Regions from separate parts of the Pan troglodytes genome. Here region 1 is linked to region 2. Evidence: chromatin contacts called from public HiChIP or PLAC-seq data. All regions are on one chromosome and are shown on one strand. The core of a region is the stretch at or near the end of the contact, and the rest is flanking DNA. Distances in the headings are between cores, read along the strand shown. Region 1 holds the start of SH3YL1 (SH3 and SYLF domain containing 1). Region 2 holds the start of TMEM18 (transmembrane protein 18).

Evidence for each region. HiChIP or PLAC-seq counts read pairs in DNA pulled down with a chosen protein or histone mark.
Region 1: a contact with region 2 is called in an H3K4me3 HiChIP or PLAC-seq map of stem cell-derived excitatory neurons, with 3 times the contacts expected there. The contact joins the promoter of SH3YL1 here to the promoter of TMEM18 in region 2. A contact is called at or near these places in 1 of 7 Hi-C or Micro-C datasets (stem cell-derived neural progenitor cells) and 1 of 1 datasets of contacts at active chromatin or transcription factors (stem cell-derived excitatory neurons).

The regions. Positions count from the first base shown.
Region 1 is chr12:122,584,234-122,591,626 of NHGRI_mPanTro3-v2.0_pri, reverse strand. SH3YL1 (SH3 and SYLF domain containing 1) reads right to left here and starts at 3,408. Exons shown (of 9, transcript NM_001251864.2): 1 at 3,375-3,408. The coding sequence starts at 3,375. ACP1 (acid phosphatase 1) reads left to right here and starts at 2,882. Exons shown (of 7, transcript XM_016945952.3): 1 at 2,882-3,889; 2 at 4,112-4,396. The coding sequence starts at 4,354.
Region 2 is chr12:122,179,277-122,186,649 of NHGRI_mPanTro3-v2.0_pri, reverse strand. It overlaps TMEM18 (transmembrane protein 18), which reads right to left and starts at 3,804. Exons shown (of 5, transcript XM_009441890.5): 1 at 3,635-3,804; 2 at 1,875-1,995. The coding sequence starts at 3,691. It overlaps LOC104004840 (a long non-coding RNA gene), which reads left to right and starts at 3,862. Exons shown (of 3, transcript XR_677884.5): 1 at 3,862-3,988; 2 at 6,388-6,495.

The DNA.
Region 1 (7,393 bases), core at 2,159-4,658, 410 kb before region 2:
GGAGGTGGAGAGAGCACCTGGGCTCTGCAAAGCCAGACTGAAGTCACAAGCCGCTCTGGACTTCTTCGTCAAATGGACCAGCAACATCTTTTTCTGTTAAAGCAATTTAGACTAGATTTTCTGATACATGCAACTGAAGCACTGTAAATAATACATGAATCTTATCCCCTCAGAAGACTTTCTACTTTGAACTCTCTCAACCAAGCAGTATTAGAGCAAATAAGCAAATTCCTCAGTTGAGAGTTAATCTTGCAAACATCCTGCTGTAGGGAAAGGTCATGGCCTGATCTGTAAACACGGGAAGAGAGCCATTGGACTTGGGAATCAGATGCAGCCTCACACGGCTGCAGACCGCAAGACTCATCCTAGACACAGCCTATGTCACTGTGATCCAGCTGTTGACAAGGCTGGTCACAGTGAGGACATCTTCAGTGTGTCAGCTGAACTACAGAAAATGTTACAGATTCTAATCAACTTCTGATAAAATCATGCGTGGTCATAGTTACATGCAGTGAATTTTTCTCTCAGAACAAAAAGAATATGCAAATAAAAATTTAGACATAAGCCTCAAATCCCATCCTCAGCATCAAATGATGGCTCACCCATTTTTCCTCTGCTGTACCATAAGGCATATAGAGCATGACCTGATCAGAGTGCTGATGTCCCATTCTATCATACTGATGAAGACACAGGTCATTACTAATGAAGCCTCTTAAACCTCACATCATGGTTAGCATCTGCACTCTCATAAACGTCTTAAGTCCCTTGAATCAGGCAAAATCTCTATAAATATTTAAGTTTTTTCTAAAAAAAGAGTGGCTGCCAAACCTCAAGCTAAGAAACTTTCAAATAAAGTTTTCTTTAAAACAAAAGTTAAAATGTTTGAAATTTTCATAGTAACACATTTTTTTTTTAAATTAGAAGGTCTTATAAAATACCGGAAAGACAATTTTTACTTTGGAAACCTCAAAAGCATAAATCAGCTTAAGATCTGGAAATAATTTTAGGTATTGATCGCAGTTCTATAAACTCAATGCTAGAGTCACTGGGGACAAACAGGGACATGAGAATCCTACTCGGAGTAAATTGCCACCTGAGGTGAGAGAGCTGACTACGGTTTCCAATCTAGTTGTACACGGAGGGTCAGGAATGAAAGCAAGAAGACCCAAGGGCCCCTCTCCACCACTTTCCTTACCAGAGTTCAGATTCCCAAACTTTTGCTTCCCTTATATTATTTTCTTCAATGGACTCTAATTATGAAAGGAATACTTACAGGAAAGCAAGCTTACTAAATTTGGTTTTCCAAGTTCTTACTGATTACATATTAATCAAATTATTAAACCTTATACTTTATGTGAAATGGAGGTTAACTCATTAAACTGATAAAATTCCATCTAAGATCAAAGGAACTAGAATGCTGCTAAAGGTATATTTAGAATAAACTAAAGAAATCTTAGCCTAAAGAAAGTGTATGTATCTAACCTTTAGAGAGGCTTTCAAATGTTGCTTTAAGCTACTTTTATTAACAAAACTGCATTTTGAACCCCACTGCTTGACAACTATGGCCTTTGTTTCTTAAGTCAATTCTTACCTTTCTGTGGCCTTGGTTTAATTACTTCCTTTGTTTTAAGGACACAAAGCTTGTCAGTTCTCAAAATAAAAACCTGTCTCTCTGGTCAGATCATTAACTCCCTAGTCAAACTTTCAGACTACCGTCTGAACATCAAGTGCTAGCCTGAGCTTGTTTCCAGTCCCCCAACCCCAGGCTGTGGCTGGGGAAGGAAGAGGACAGAGAAAGCTTTCTCTGCTCCCTCGGGAGACAGGAAAGCCCTTTATTTATTCCTGCCCTTCCTCTTCTCCAACTGAAGAGTGTGATCTTGGTACAGAGCAGTTCCACACATGCCACACTGGTCTGATCTTTTAGAGTAAAAAATGGGATCTTCCCAGAGAAAATTTTTTTAAAAACTTCATGTGCTTAGGTCTCAGAGCAGAGAATTTTGTCTTATCATGACGCCACTCACTGGCAAATAAGCTGGCGTGCACAGGGACTTGTGAGGCTCTCAGCAGAGTCAGGGTAGCAGTTACTTCCCTTTGACTGCATCAACTTCCTATGTTTGTGTTGACATGCCAGATCCTTATTTCTGCGGAATGAGAAATCTCTTGAGAATAAAGTTTTCCTAAACAGAACAAAAGTATCAAATCACTTTTGATGAGCAAACATTATTTTAAACTTTTTTTTAACTTACAAAAGATGAGGGGTAACATTTACTAGTTTTACAGAAATTTTATTTAAACAGAACATTAGTGAACCAAATAACCAATTCTCCTCAAACATGATAGACAGGATGGAGGTTATCACTTTGATCATTTTAACCTCCAACATAGTAATTTGTAAACATCAGTCGCTGCACAAGTATTTTAATAACAGGCCAGCCCATGGGAGTAAACAGCACCTTAGCCTCGAGACCTGTTCTCTCAACTGTGTGTACAGATTTTCTAAGTCGTTATGAATTCAGATATTCCCTACATCTCAATAAAAACACCTAGGAGAACAAGAAATCAGGACATGCATCTCCTGTAAGCAGAAGAGAAACCGAGCACCTGCTCTCTTGCGGGGGGGCAGCTTCGTGTCACTTTCCAACTCAGCCTCCACGGGAGCACGGGCATATTGGTTCAAATGAAGTGTAAAGGACACATCTCTGTCCACAGTGTAAATCCTATTTCCTTAAGGTGGTCAACCGATTGAGACCAGTTCCACACTTCCTTAAAGAAGGAAAAACTCAGCAGCCAGCGCCAAGGCCCAGCGATCAGAGAGGACCCGTGCTCGCCGCGACCCCGCGCTCGCCCTGTGGCCCCGCGACCCCGGCGCCAGGTGTTGGGGGGACCGGCCCTTCCCTTCCGGGTGTGAGGGGCTGGCCCTTCTCTTCCAGGTTGGGGGGCTGGCAAACTCGAACCTCGCCGGCGCCCTAGCCAAGGCCTCCTCCCCGCGCCTGCCGCGGGTTCCACGCGCATTCCAAGCGCGCGCATCCGACCCAAACTTCAGAGACGCTTCTGTGGAACGGAAGGATGGTCGCTGACACCTGGCCGTTCAAATATCAGGAAGTTAAAAATAACACGACCATCGTCAACATTCCAAACTTCGGAATAGCTTTTCTAAAAATGGAAAAGACGGTGGCTAAACTTCAATCAAAATCGCTGTGGTCAAGAAAGTCCTGGAAGCTGCTCTATCTTAACTTTGGGCGGTTTGCGGTTAACAGACGCGCGACCTAGAAACCCCAGAGGCATCGCCGGTTTTCCCGTCCTCCTCCTCCCACCACCGCCCAGCTCTTGAGAGGGGAGGGTGCTGCCGGACAGGTGGGCCCCCGGGTACTCACTGCTGCCCGCCCGGCCGCGGCGCCCCGTCCCGAGGCTGCCCAGGAAGAGGAAGGCGCGCTGCCCCGCCCCGCGGACAAGGAGGCCCCAGCGAGGGCGTACCTGCGGCAGGTGACGAAGGAGGCGGCGCAGAACACCCGCCGTGTACGTTTCGCGGGACAAAAACCACGCGCCCGCCGGGCCGCGCTCGGGCCTTCGCCCCCAGGGACTTCGGAACCGCCCCATCCTCAAGATCGAAAAGCCCAGGGCCTCGCGGCGGCTCCAAGCACGGTGTTGGGGGTGGGGGTCTAGGGGGCGCCCAGGCCCAAGGCCGCCCTGGTCCGGCGTGGACCCCGCGGGGCTCAAGACAGGTTCCCCTGCCTGACCCGCCCAGCCCCTCTATGCGAACTCGAACGACACGCACCACAGCCCGCCACGTACGCGAGACTCGCGCTGTGCCCCAACCCAGGTGGGCCGCCCGCGGAGCCGCGAGGCCTGAGCCCGCCCTGCAAGTGACCCGCGGCCCTTCCTCCTCCAGGTACCCCTCTCCTGCGGCCCCGTCCCCTATAGGTAACCTTTACCTCCCGCGGCTCCTTCCCCTCCAAGCGACCCGCAGCCCCGCCCCCTCCAGGTGACTCCCCCCCCAAGCCCCGCCACCACACACACACACCCCCTCGCCTTCCGCGGCCCTACTCCCTCCAGGTGACCCCACCCCCGCAGCTCCTCCTCCTCCGGACAACCTGCAGCCCCGCCCCTGCAGGTGACCGACGGCCCAGTCCCTGCAGGTGACCCGCGGACCCTCCCCGCCCGCCCTACGACCGTCACAGGACCGCCTCCGCAGGCGCACCGGAGCCGATTGCGCAGGCGTGGCTCTCACACGCGCTGCCCTGTTGGCGTTGGTGCGGGACTGCGCAGGCGCGCGGGGCAAGAGGCTGGCAGTGCGCCTGCGCCGCGTTGGCGTGCGGAACGCCGCGGTGTCTGGGCGCCTCTGCGCGCGGGAAGATGGCGGAACAGGCTACCAAGTCCGTGCTGTTTGTGTGTCTGGGTAAGAGGGCGCCGACTTACTCATGTTCTGACGTCCTCTGGAGAGTTGGATCGGGCTTGTGCGCTGTAGGTTGTGCCGCCGGGCTAGGAACCATGAGGGGGAGGAGGCCAGGGACTGGGAGGCCTAGGGTGTTCTAGGAGTGTTCCGCAGCGCCCCTGTTCCCCATCCGCCCCGTGCACCCGCCCAGCCTGCCCGCTAAACCTGGGTCCCCTCGCGCCTGCCATGTATCCGAGGCTCTTGGCATCTGCAGCCACAGCCCCTACAAGCCAAGGTACTTTCTTTGCGACTACTAGAATCTCTCTCGTTCCCCTCCAATGGGCCCAGGTAGGCCTGGAGGTTGTCGGACTGATGTGGTCTCTTAGGGGCCTCCTGAGTCCTATGACAACATTGTTTTGTTTGCTAGTTTTCTTAGCCCATGCTTAGATATGGATTTGAGTTAAAGGGAGATGAAGTTTTACGGTTTCGGGTTTCTTGATTGTAAAAGCCAAGCAAAGGAGACCTGCAGGTCCCTATATAACTTTGGCCCATGAAAAATGAAAGTGTATTTTATTAATGGCTTTTCAGGAACTTTCCAGCTTAAATTATTTTCACTCCTAGAATTTCAACACTTAGCTTGCCTTACTTCAAACATAATTTATTTTCCGTTTGGTCTTCAGGGATCTTCCTTTGGTGTAGCACTACAAGGTTATATTCCTCGGTGCCTCCACCCTGAGAGGAAGGCCTAAATTGTCAGTAGTCCGGTTACTTAAAACCTTCTGTGAGTTTGCATTTCCTGCAAAGTTTCTGTTTATTTTTACAGACTCCTCACTTTATCTCCTGTACCTTTTCCTGCTCACACCCTCAGGACACTGCCTTCCAGAACCTTTCGTTGTTCGGTAGCACTTCACATGCTTACTGAGCCTTCATCGCTGGGTGCCCATTATGCATTTTGCCTGGAAAGCCTTTTTATTTTATAAAGTCAAACCTAAATATTTCCTCCTTTGCTTTCCCAGATCATGAGTTGCTTCCTTATCGACATCTTTTATTACACAAATTTTACTATAATTTGTGTAATATAGTAAAAGATGTAATATAGAAAAGGTGTGATTCCTTATCGACATCTTTTATTACACAAATTTTACTATAATTATTTGATAGTCTGTTGAAATCCCAGCTGAGTTTAATTTTGTCGATGGCAATAACTGTGGCTTATTTTTCATTTTGTTTCCAGCTTTAGGACAATATATGATAAACGCTGACTAGGTTTTGTAGAAGTTAACTTCTGTGAAAGACGAATTAGAAGGCTTATCTTGTTTCACATTGGTAGTGGGCATCATTTGATTTTTAAGACTCATTGAAGGCTGAATGATGAAATCAATAAGTTTATTAAACAGTAGTTTGGTTAAGGATGGTTACTAAATAATATTCCATTCCCTTGTATAGTTTTGGTTGGTATTGTCGATTATGCTGGTATAATGCATCATGGTTGCTGTTAATGGGGAAGTGTATCCTTGCATATACAGTAGTCCCACTTTAGCTGTAGGGGATACATTCCAAGACTCCCCAGTGGATCCCGAAACTGTGGGTAGTACCAAACCCAATTGCTGTCAATTGGAACATGTGTCTGCTCGTTTCTTACACCCATAAATGGAATACCGTTGCCACCTTAACTAAGCATTTAAAACTGTGGTCGCAACTTTTGCAGTTCGAGGCAAGACAGCAGACGATCAGGAATTTCTTTTTCCTTGTTTACATTTTCATGGATAGAAGATTTGTTCGTACTGTAGATCTTAGTAACCTCGGTATAAGTTTTTTTTTTCTTTCCATAAGAAGTCAAAAACTTTCACCTTTTTACTTAAGGGTAGTGCTTATGGCTTCTCTTTGCCGTATCTGAATTGCTAGCTTCACTACTCTTATGATTTGGGGCCATTATTAGTAAACTAAGGGTGACTCGAACTCAGGCACTGTGATAGCATCACAATGGATCTGATAAGCTAGAGGGCAATAGGTGGATAGACAGCATGGATATGCTGGACAAAGGCATGTTTCACTTCTGGGGCAGAATGGAATGGGATGGCATGAGAATTTATCCTGCTACTCAGAACAGTGCACAATTTAAAACTTAGGAATTATTTGTGGAATTCTTCATTTAATATTTTCCAACTGAAGCTGACCATGGGGTAACCATGGAAAGCAAAACCTTGGAAAAGAGGGGACTATTGTATTTCAATACAATTCAGTGATTTTTTGTTGTTGTTGAGCGTCTACTATATGGCATGCACTCCTCTAAGTGGTGTGGTGAACACAACAGACAAAAATCCCAGCCTCTCTGGAGCTCACGTTCTCTCAGTCACCAGCAAGTATTAATTGATGTGCTCAATCGGTTGATGTGAAGATTAAGAAAAATAGAGCAGAAAAGGGGAATGGGAGTGGAGTGCAGTTTTGAGTGGGATGGTCAGGGAAGGCCCCACCTGATAGATGACTTTTGAGTAAAGACTTGAAGGAGGTGAGGAAGCAAGCCTAGGATATTTTGGAGAAGCATCCTGAACCCAGAGGAAAGCAGGTAAAAGTTTTGAAGGGAGAATACTGGCCATGGTCATGAACCGCAGGGAAGCTGCAGTGGCTGGGCCTAGTGGCCAGATAGTTTTTCTCAGTCAGGATTCCTCATCTATACCTGAAAATTTAGCAGATAATTTGAGCGCCTGTTTTCTCAGTGCTTCCATTGTAGATGTATAGGGAGAAGTTAATTCCTTATGTACACTGGTCCTTTAGGGCAGGAGTCTGCAAACTCTTTGTTTAAAGAACCAGATTATAATTATTTTAGATTGGCTTCACATGACATACAGAAAGGGTGTAGCACAAAGTAGCCATCCATATGATGAACCTGGCTGTGTTCTAGTGGATCTTCATTTGTGGACATCAGAATTGGATGGAACTCTGTATAATTTTCACATGTCACAAAGTACTCTACTTTTAGATTTTTTCCAACTACTCAACAATGTAAAAATTATTCTTACC
Region 2 (7,373 bases), core at 2,555-5,054:
AGGGGCTACGGTGAGCAGTCCCTCCACTTCCTCCCTTCAGGAATGGACTCAATAAAGCAGAGGAAAAGAATGCACAGGGAAAGAACCAGAGGGGAGGGGAGGGATGAGGAGGAGGAGGAGGGGGAGGATGGGGGGGAAGGAGAGGAAGGAGGGGAAGGAGGAGGGCCAGGAGAAGCAGGACAGCCAGGCAGGTGAGAAGGGTAGACTAACACAGGAGGTGGTGGGCATGGGTGCGGGGAGGAGGGTGTGGAGGGCTGACGTTACAGGGGGAAGGCGGGGAGGGTGGTAGGCACGGGAGGAAGGCGGGCAGGGAGGGTGTCACCAGGTGCTCCTCCTCAGCTATTCCTGAAATGCACCCTGGAGCAGAGTCTGAATCTTGAATCTTGATGGTGCTGGTTATAAGCTGTATAGCTGAGGGAGTCAGAGAACCTCTGCATGTTTCATTTATAAAAATGGGCAAATAAAATCCAACTCTTGGCTGGTTTGAGAAATGAATCACAGGAAATGTAATGGCAGGCAGCACAGTGTCTAGTATTACCCTGGTGTGAAAGCAGTCATCCTTCCCCTTATCCTAGAAAACATCAAACCCTTTGTGCAGTTCTCCAGCTGACAAAGCTATTCAGATCCAGGAGCTCAGCTGGTGAAGCCATCACCTTTCTTTGAGGTGCCTATCTCAGGGCCTCTGCGTGGGGCACTTGCTCCTGCCCTCTGCCAGCATCTCACTGCCTGGCTCCTGCCTATGCACCTTTTGCCCCTGGGTTCCCAGGGGACTGTGTGATTTAAATCAGGCCGCTCCTCCTGTTTCACTGTGTTTTTGGCTTTTCCATTGCAACACTTGTCACTGTTGATAACATAGGTCTGTGATGAATCACTGGTGCTGGTGTCCCCCAGGAAGCTGTGGGAGGCAAAGGAGCCCTGTCTGCCTGGTCCACTCCAGCACTCCTCAGGGCACCCTCAATACAGAGCTTGCTCTGAGCGCCTCACTTGCATAGGCCCCCACTGTGATGCAAACCCTCATCACTTCTCCAGTCTTTCTAAGATCATCTCTTCTTCAGATTTCCCGCTTTGCACACAGCCAGCTAACTAAACTTATCTGAAATTAGTTATTTTTAACTACCAAGCAAAATCAGTGTCTCCCCAATGTTCAGAGTCAAGAGTAGCCTGAGCCAGGCCTCCAGGCCCTCCTCGCCTCTTCTACCCACACGTGTTCTTAACGCTCGGCATCAGAAGTGCTTAGGTCCTGCAGGGCTTGCAGTTTCTCTGCCTCTGATCCACACCTTCCATCCATCTCAGTCTCTGCATGTCGGGCTGCTGCCCTCCCAGGGCCGTCATCTGCTCCCTCTCTATTCTTATTAACATTTTACTCACTCTTCACACCCTGTGCCATGATTTCAGCTTTTCTGAATAATCTTTCTCAGTCATCCTGTGCAACTCCCTAACTTCTCTAAGTTCTGTAGCCCTTATCCTTGCAACCAAGTTGGGCAATGCCTTATTTTATGCACAGAACTTTTCTTTCCCAGTTTGCAATCTTCCTCCCATTCAAAGCAGTGCATGAGCACAGCTGCCACCGAGGACGCATCTTGTGTAAAAGACAGCACTTCCGGAAACCCAGCTCTCCTGTGTGCAGCTGGTGCTCAGCACCTCCCTGGTAGGCAACAGGAACTCAACAGATTCCTTTCAACTCTAACATCCAAAAAGTAGTTTTCTTTATAGCTTCCAAGAGTGAAAAACGGGAGTGCCCTGGGAGCAGGCACATGACAGAGGGTTGGGAGGTCTTGTAAAAATATGTATATATTTCGAAGACACAGACAGAACATACACAGTTTCATTTCACACAGTGATCTGAGTTGTGGAGTTTGTGTTGTTTTACTCACCTAGACACAGAAAGTGCCCGATCTGTAGTCTGTAGCTTCGGGAGGACAAGCAGGTGAGGAGCACGCAGAGCGCGTGGAAGGTGGCCAGCCCCATGAGCCAGGGCTCAGTCCAGTCCGTCTGCTGTAGGAACACACCAGCAGACACTCACTGTCCTGCCACACAAGGCCGGGTTCACGGCCCACCCACAGCCTTCTCCCAGGGCAGGAGGCAGGGGCCTCTCACTCCTGAGTCCTCCTGGGCTACTCACCAAGTATCCAGAGAGCATTGCCAAGCCTCAGAGAAACATGGGGACAGGAAAGGGAGAAGGAACCAGGAGGATGGAAACAGGATTCTCCCCTCAGTGCAACTATAATTCATGGAATTCAAAGTTCAAGCACACAGAACTGAAGGCATCTCTGATGTGCTCCTTTCGTTTGTGGAACAGAATCATGTTTTTAAGCTGGGTATAATTAAAGGAATTACCATCCTTTACGATGATAATTGGTTATGATAATTGGTGACGACAAGGAAATTAAGTCGATTGCTCAAAGAGATGCACTTGGCTCAGCCCCAAAGGTAAAACATGAATCATCATTTCAGACTCCTTAGTCAGCACTGAAGACCTCAGGGAATCTTGAGCCATCGCCACGTGCAAGACTTGATTTTCTCCAACCTCTCTGCAATACACTGAACTCTCCAGACAGTGCCGCACTCCGCCGCCTCCCGGACTCCCCGGGACCCTGCTGTACCTGGGGACAGTGTCTGGCTCAGGGACCTGAAGTAGCCAGGCTCAGATCCACTGCTGCCCAGTCCCCACCTGATGCTCAGATGCCAATCCCAGCAGTCCTCAACCCTCCCCATCCCCTCCTTGAGCGCCCTCCTGCATAAGACAAGCCCTGCCCTCCAAGCTGCAGCCCCGCCCTGCCCTCCAAGCTGCAGCCCCGCACAGCCCTCCAGAACTCCTGTAAGTGTCACTGCTCTCTGCTGGGGACCGCAGCGGCTTCTCCAGAGCCGCGCCATGACATAAGGACACAAGCGCATCTACTCCCATCAATGCACCCACCAGAAGACCAGAGGCACGGAGGTGAGGGGAGCACGGCTTTCTGCCCAGACCCCATCGAGTGCCCATGTCACCCCTTGGCGGCCACGTGGGGCGTGGGCTCCCCTGGGATCTGTCAGACGAACCCGGCACGGCGCACGCCCCGCCCACACTGGGCAGGGTTCCTCCGTGCCACCCCACACGATCAGGCTCCACCACGCACGCCCCGCCACACTGCCAGGATCCGCCCACATGGCCCAAGCCGCGCCCGCAAGACGCTGGACTGGCCGGCGTGCACCTCCCACACGAACAAAGCCCTACCCCTCGCGCTCCGCCCACACAACTCAGCCACGCCCGCACGGTGCAGGACGCCAGCCCAGCCCAAGCCCGGGCCACAGAGCCCCGGAGCCAGCTCACTGCGCACGCTCCTCCACAAGGCCCCGCCCGGCCCCGCTCCTCCCCGCCCAACGGCCCAGGACCCCGCCTAGCGCTCGCGCCCCGACGCCCGGCCCCGGCCCCCTCCCACAGGGCCCAGGACCCCGCCCACAGCGCGCGCCCCCGACGCCGGCCCCGAGCCACTCCCACAGGTCCCAGGACCCTGCCCAGCGCGCGCGCGCTCCGCCACAAGGCCCCGCCCACGGCCGGGGCCTTCTTGGCCACAGGCCAGGTGCTCTGTGGGGCCTACCCTACGCCTCTCCGCCGTCCTCCCCCGAACTGGTGGTTAGGCGGGCCGCGAGTTACCGTGAGCACGGCTGGGATGCTGACGGGGAAAGAGCTGACAGAGAAGGCGGACGGCATGGTGTTGGGAAGCCCGCCCTCACAGCAACCGCCGAACCCGGCCTGGCCAGAATCCACAGAGGAGGGCGCCAAATCCTCTCTCGTGAGATCTGCCCTTCTCACGAAACTTGCGCTTGCTTCCTCTCGCGGTAATTTCATGGCATTGCTAGGTCCAGATATCGCGATATTTCCTGATGGTCGCTGTAATACGGAAAAGTTACTACGCTGCTGTGGGACTTGTGCTCGCTCCGCCGGGAGGCCGAGGGCGTCTTTAGTTCGTTAACAGAGGAGCAGAAGGAAGCGGGTGGAATTTAGGAGGTTTGTTTCAAAGGCTCAGGGCGCTGTACCGCCACGCCAGCCCTGTCCCACCTGGGACTCCCTAGAAGGGTCAGAGCATCAATGAGGACGGTGTCCGCCCCGAGACCCTGCAGGAGCCGGGGACATTGCCCACTCCTCGGACCCTGCAGGACTTGGGAAGGTGTCTGCTCTCGCGACCCTAAGGGCAGTGCACTCTTGGTCTGGGTCAGCTTAGGGTTATCTGTCTTCACTTTGGAGATTTACCAGATGTTCTTACGCTTCACTTCGTTGTTCAACGACAGATACAAAAATATAAAGTTAATTTTCTTCCAGCAAATTTTTTTCCCTTTATTTTAACATCTATACCCCAACTTTGAGATTTTCAAATTAAACATTCTATTATTTTAACATCATGAATTATTAAGTGTATATACTTTCATTGCATATGTTAGCTCTTGAACTAGTTTAATGTTTCTAAAAATAGTTCTAGTGGTGGACTTTTTTTTTTTTAAATAGCTTTAACCCCTCCCAGATCTTTCTTAAAATCTTTCCACAGTGTGGTCATTTCTGCTTATGCTACTTAACATGCATTCTCTCATTTCAGTGTAGAAGGTCATGGTTTCTTCTTATGGGAAAACATTTCTTTCATTGATATTTTCCTCTATTCTTCCTGTATTCAACTCCAGGAACATCCCGTTAGGTAGATAGTGCATCTTCCTCTCTTTTGTGTTTCTCAACCTTCCTCTCAAAACATCACGACTGTTGTTGCTGAGTTTGGGAAATCTCGGGCTTGGCTTTCCTGCTTTTTTTTTTTTTTTTTTTTTTTTTAAGACGGTGTCTCGCTCTGTTGCCCAGGCTGGAGCGCAATGGTGCGACCTCGGCTCACTGCAACCTCCGCCTCCTGGGTTCAAGCTATTCTCCTGCCTCAGCCTCCCGAGTAGCTGGGATTACAGGCATTCGCCACCTCACCTGGCTAATTTTTTTTGTATTTTTAGTAGAGACGGGGTTTCACCATGTTGGCCAGGCTAGTTTTGAACTCCTGACCTGAAGTGATTTACCCGCCTGGGCCTCCCAAAGTGCTGGGATTACAGGCATGAGCCACCGCACCCAGCTGGTGTGATGGTTTTCATCTGTGTCCATTCTCACTCCCCTGTGCTTGTTCAGCTATTTTCAACAGGACCTTTCAGTTACAGGGAGTAGATCTGTCCTCTTCAGTTCAGCCTGTTACTGTGTATCTCCCTGATGATATTTCGTTACTATGTGAAACATCACTCTTATTAATTTCCATGGGTTAGTTTCATCGTCAGTCCTGTCCGGTGCCTGCCTTTCTTTTGTGGTGTCTGTTTTCTTGTAATTTCTGTAATTTGGGGTCAAACTCTTTTTGCTATTAATATTAACCACAGACTGTCTATGGTCACTGGGATTTTTTCTCTTCATCTTCCCTTCAGCCGCCCCTCCCAGATCTTTCACATATTGTGCGCCCTGGCACCCACGTTTCCAAAATTGTTAAAACTCTGCCCCTCAGCAGCTTCACTCTCAGTCCCAGGACATTCATCTTCCACATTTCTCCCGCCCTGCCGTTCTGAACAACGCTAGGCTGCCGGACATTGAGACGTGAAGCTTGTGAAATGTCGCCAGTCTGAGATGTGCTTTAATTTCAAACATACACCATCTTTCAAAGACTTTGTACCAAAATGTAAAATATATTATCAACAATTGTATTATTTTGCTTATATGTTGAAATTATATTTTGGACATACTGGACCAAATAAAATATATCAATAAAATTAATCTCTTTCTCTTTGCTATTTTAATGTGGCCGCTAGAACATGGCCTGCTCTCTCTGTTGGTATGTGAATGCTGACATGGACTCTATTCCATTTACCTGGAATTTTGTGCTTCCAGAAAGGACTGGATGAAGCCCCTCCCCTCCCTTCCCCTTCCCTCGCCACCCATCCCTTCTCTTCCCTTCCCCTTTTTTTTTTTTTTTTTTTTTGCGTTTTGCTCTTGTTGCCTAGACTGGAGTGCAGTGGCAGGGTCTCGGCTCACTGCAACCTCTGCCTCCTGGGTTGAAGCGATTCTCCCTGCCTCAGCCTTCCGAGTAGCTGGGATCACCGGCGTGTGCCACCATGCCAGGCTAATTTTGTGTTTTTAGTAGACACGGGGTTTCACCATGTTGGCCAGGCTGGTCTCGAACTCCTGACATCAGGTGATCCGCCTGCCTTGGCCTCCCAAAGTGCTGGGATTACAGGCGTGAGCCACCACGCCTGGCCCAATTTTATTTCTAAAATAGCTATTTAATCCACATACAATTGGTTTTCAAGAGCTTTATTAATGGGTAAAATAAGTTTGTGAGCTGTAATGTATTCTACAAATTAAAGCCAGTACTTGATAGCTTTCTTGTTCTTTGCATTGCTCAGGTCCCAGCAGGCAGCTGATTGTTTAGATGGAGAGACCACAGGGGAGAGTTACCCGTTGCTGTGGGAGCAATGAGGAGTAATGGAGGAAAGGAGAGGAACCAAGACCAGGTCTGTGCCTTGTGACCCAGAGGCAGCCTTGGGAGGGGCGTCTGTCTAGGAAAAGCCACAGCCAGGCTGACGTGGGCAGGACCCCCTGGACCTGGCCTCCATAGCCCCATGCCAGCCGGGGTGCCAGGTGCAGGCCCCTGGCCTGGTGACAGCTCAGACAATGCCAGAAAGCCCAGGAGGGTCGGACCCTAGGGGATGGCAGGGTGCATCTCAGGAAAGGTTTAAACACTGTAGCACACCCAAAGAATGGTGTGAGCCCAGAGGTTTCATTCCTGAAGACATCACGACCAATAACTGAGATCCCTGAGATCCCTGAGAGCTGGACTCTGGGCGCCCTCAGTTTCGATATCTTGGATGCAAATCAGGCCACAGAAGTGCCCTTATCTCCACCACTGTGTTCTCCATTTATCCCCATTGAACTTGCCAAGCTCAGCAACAGCCTGCAGGACACCAACCTCATGGGCTGGGTCTAGGACCCCGGGCGGCTTCTGTGCAGGTTCCTGGTTCCTCCCTTTGTGCCTCTGGGCTGCACCAGTTTGACCCTGATGTGAAATCTGATTCCTCTGTCAGTTTGTACAATGCAGTTTACAATAAAGCATTTGACAGCAATGCTTAATTTACCATTTCCGAAGCTCTCATTCCTTTCTGAGCATTTTCAGGTGGTATCATTTCCTCTCAGACTAAAGAATTGCCATAGGCATCCCATGCAGTTCAGATCCGTCGGGGATGAATCGGCTTCATCTGAAAAATGCTCTTGTTTTGTCTTCATTTTAAAGGATATTTTTTCTGTGAATTGTTGAATACTGCTTTTCTTTCTTTTCTTTGACCACATGAGAGATATTCCACGGCCTTCTGTCTGCCATAGTTTCTTGTAGAAA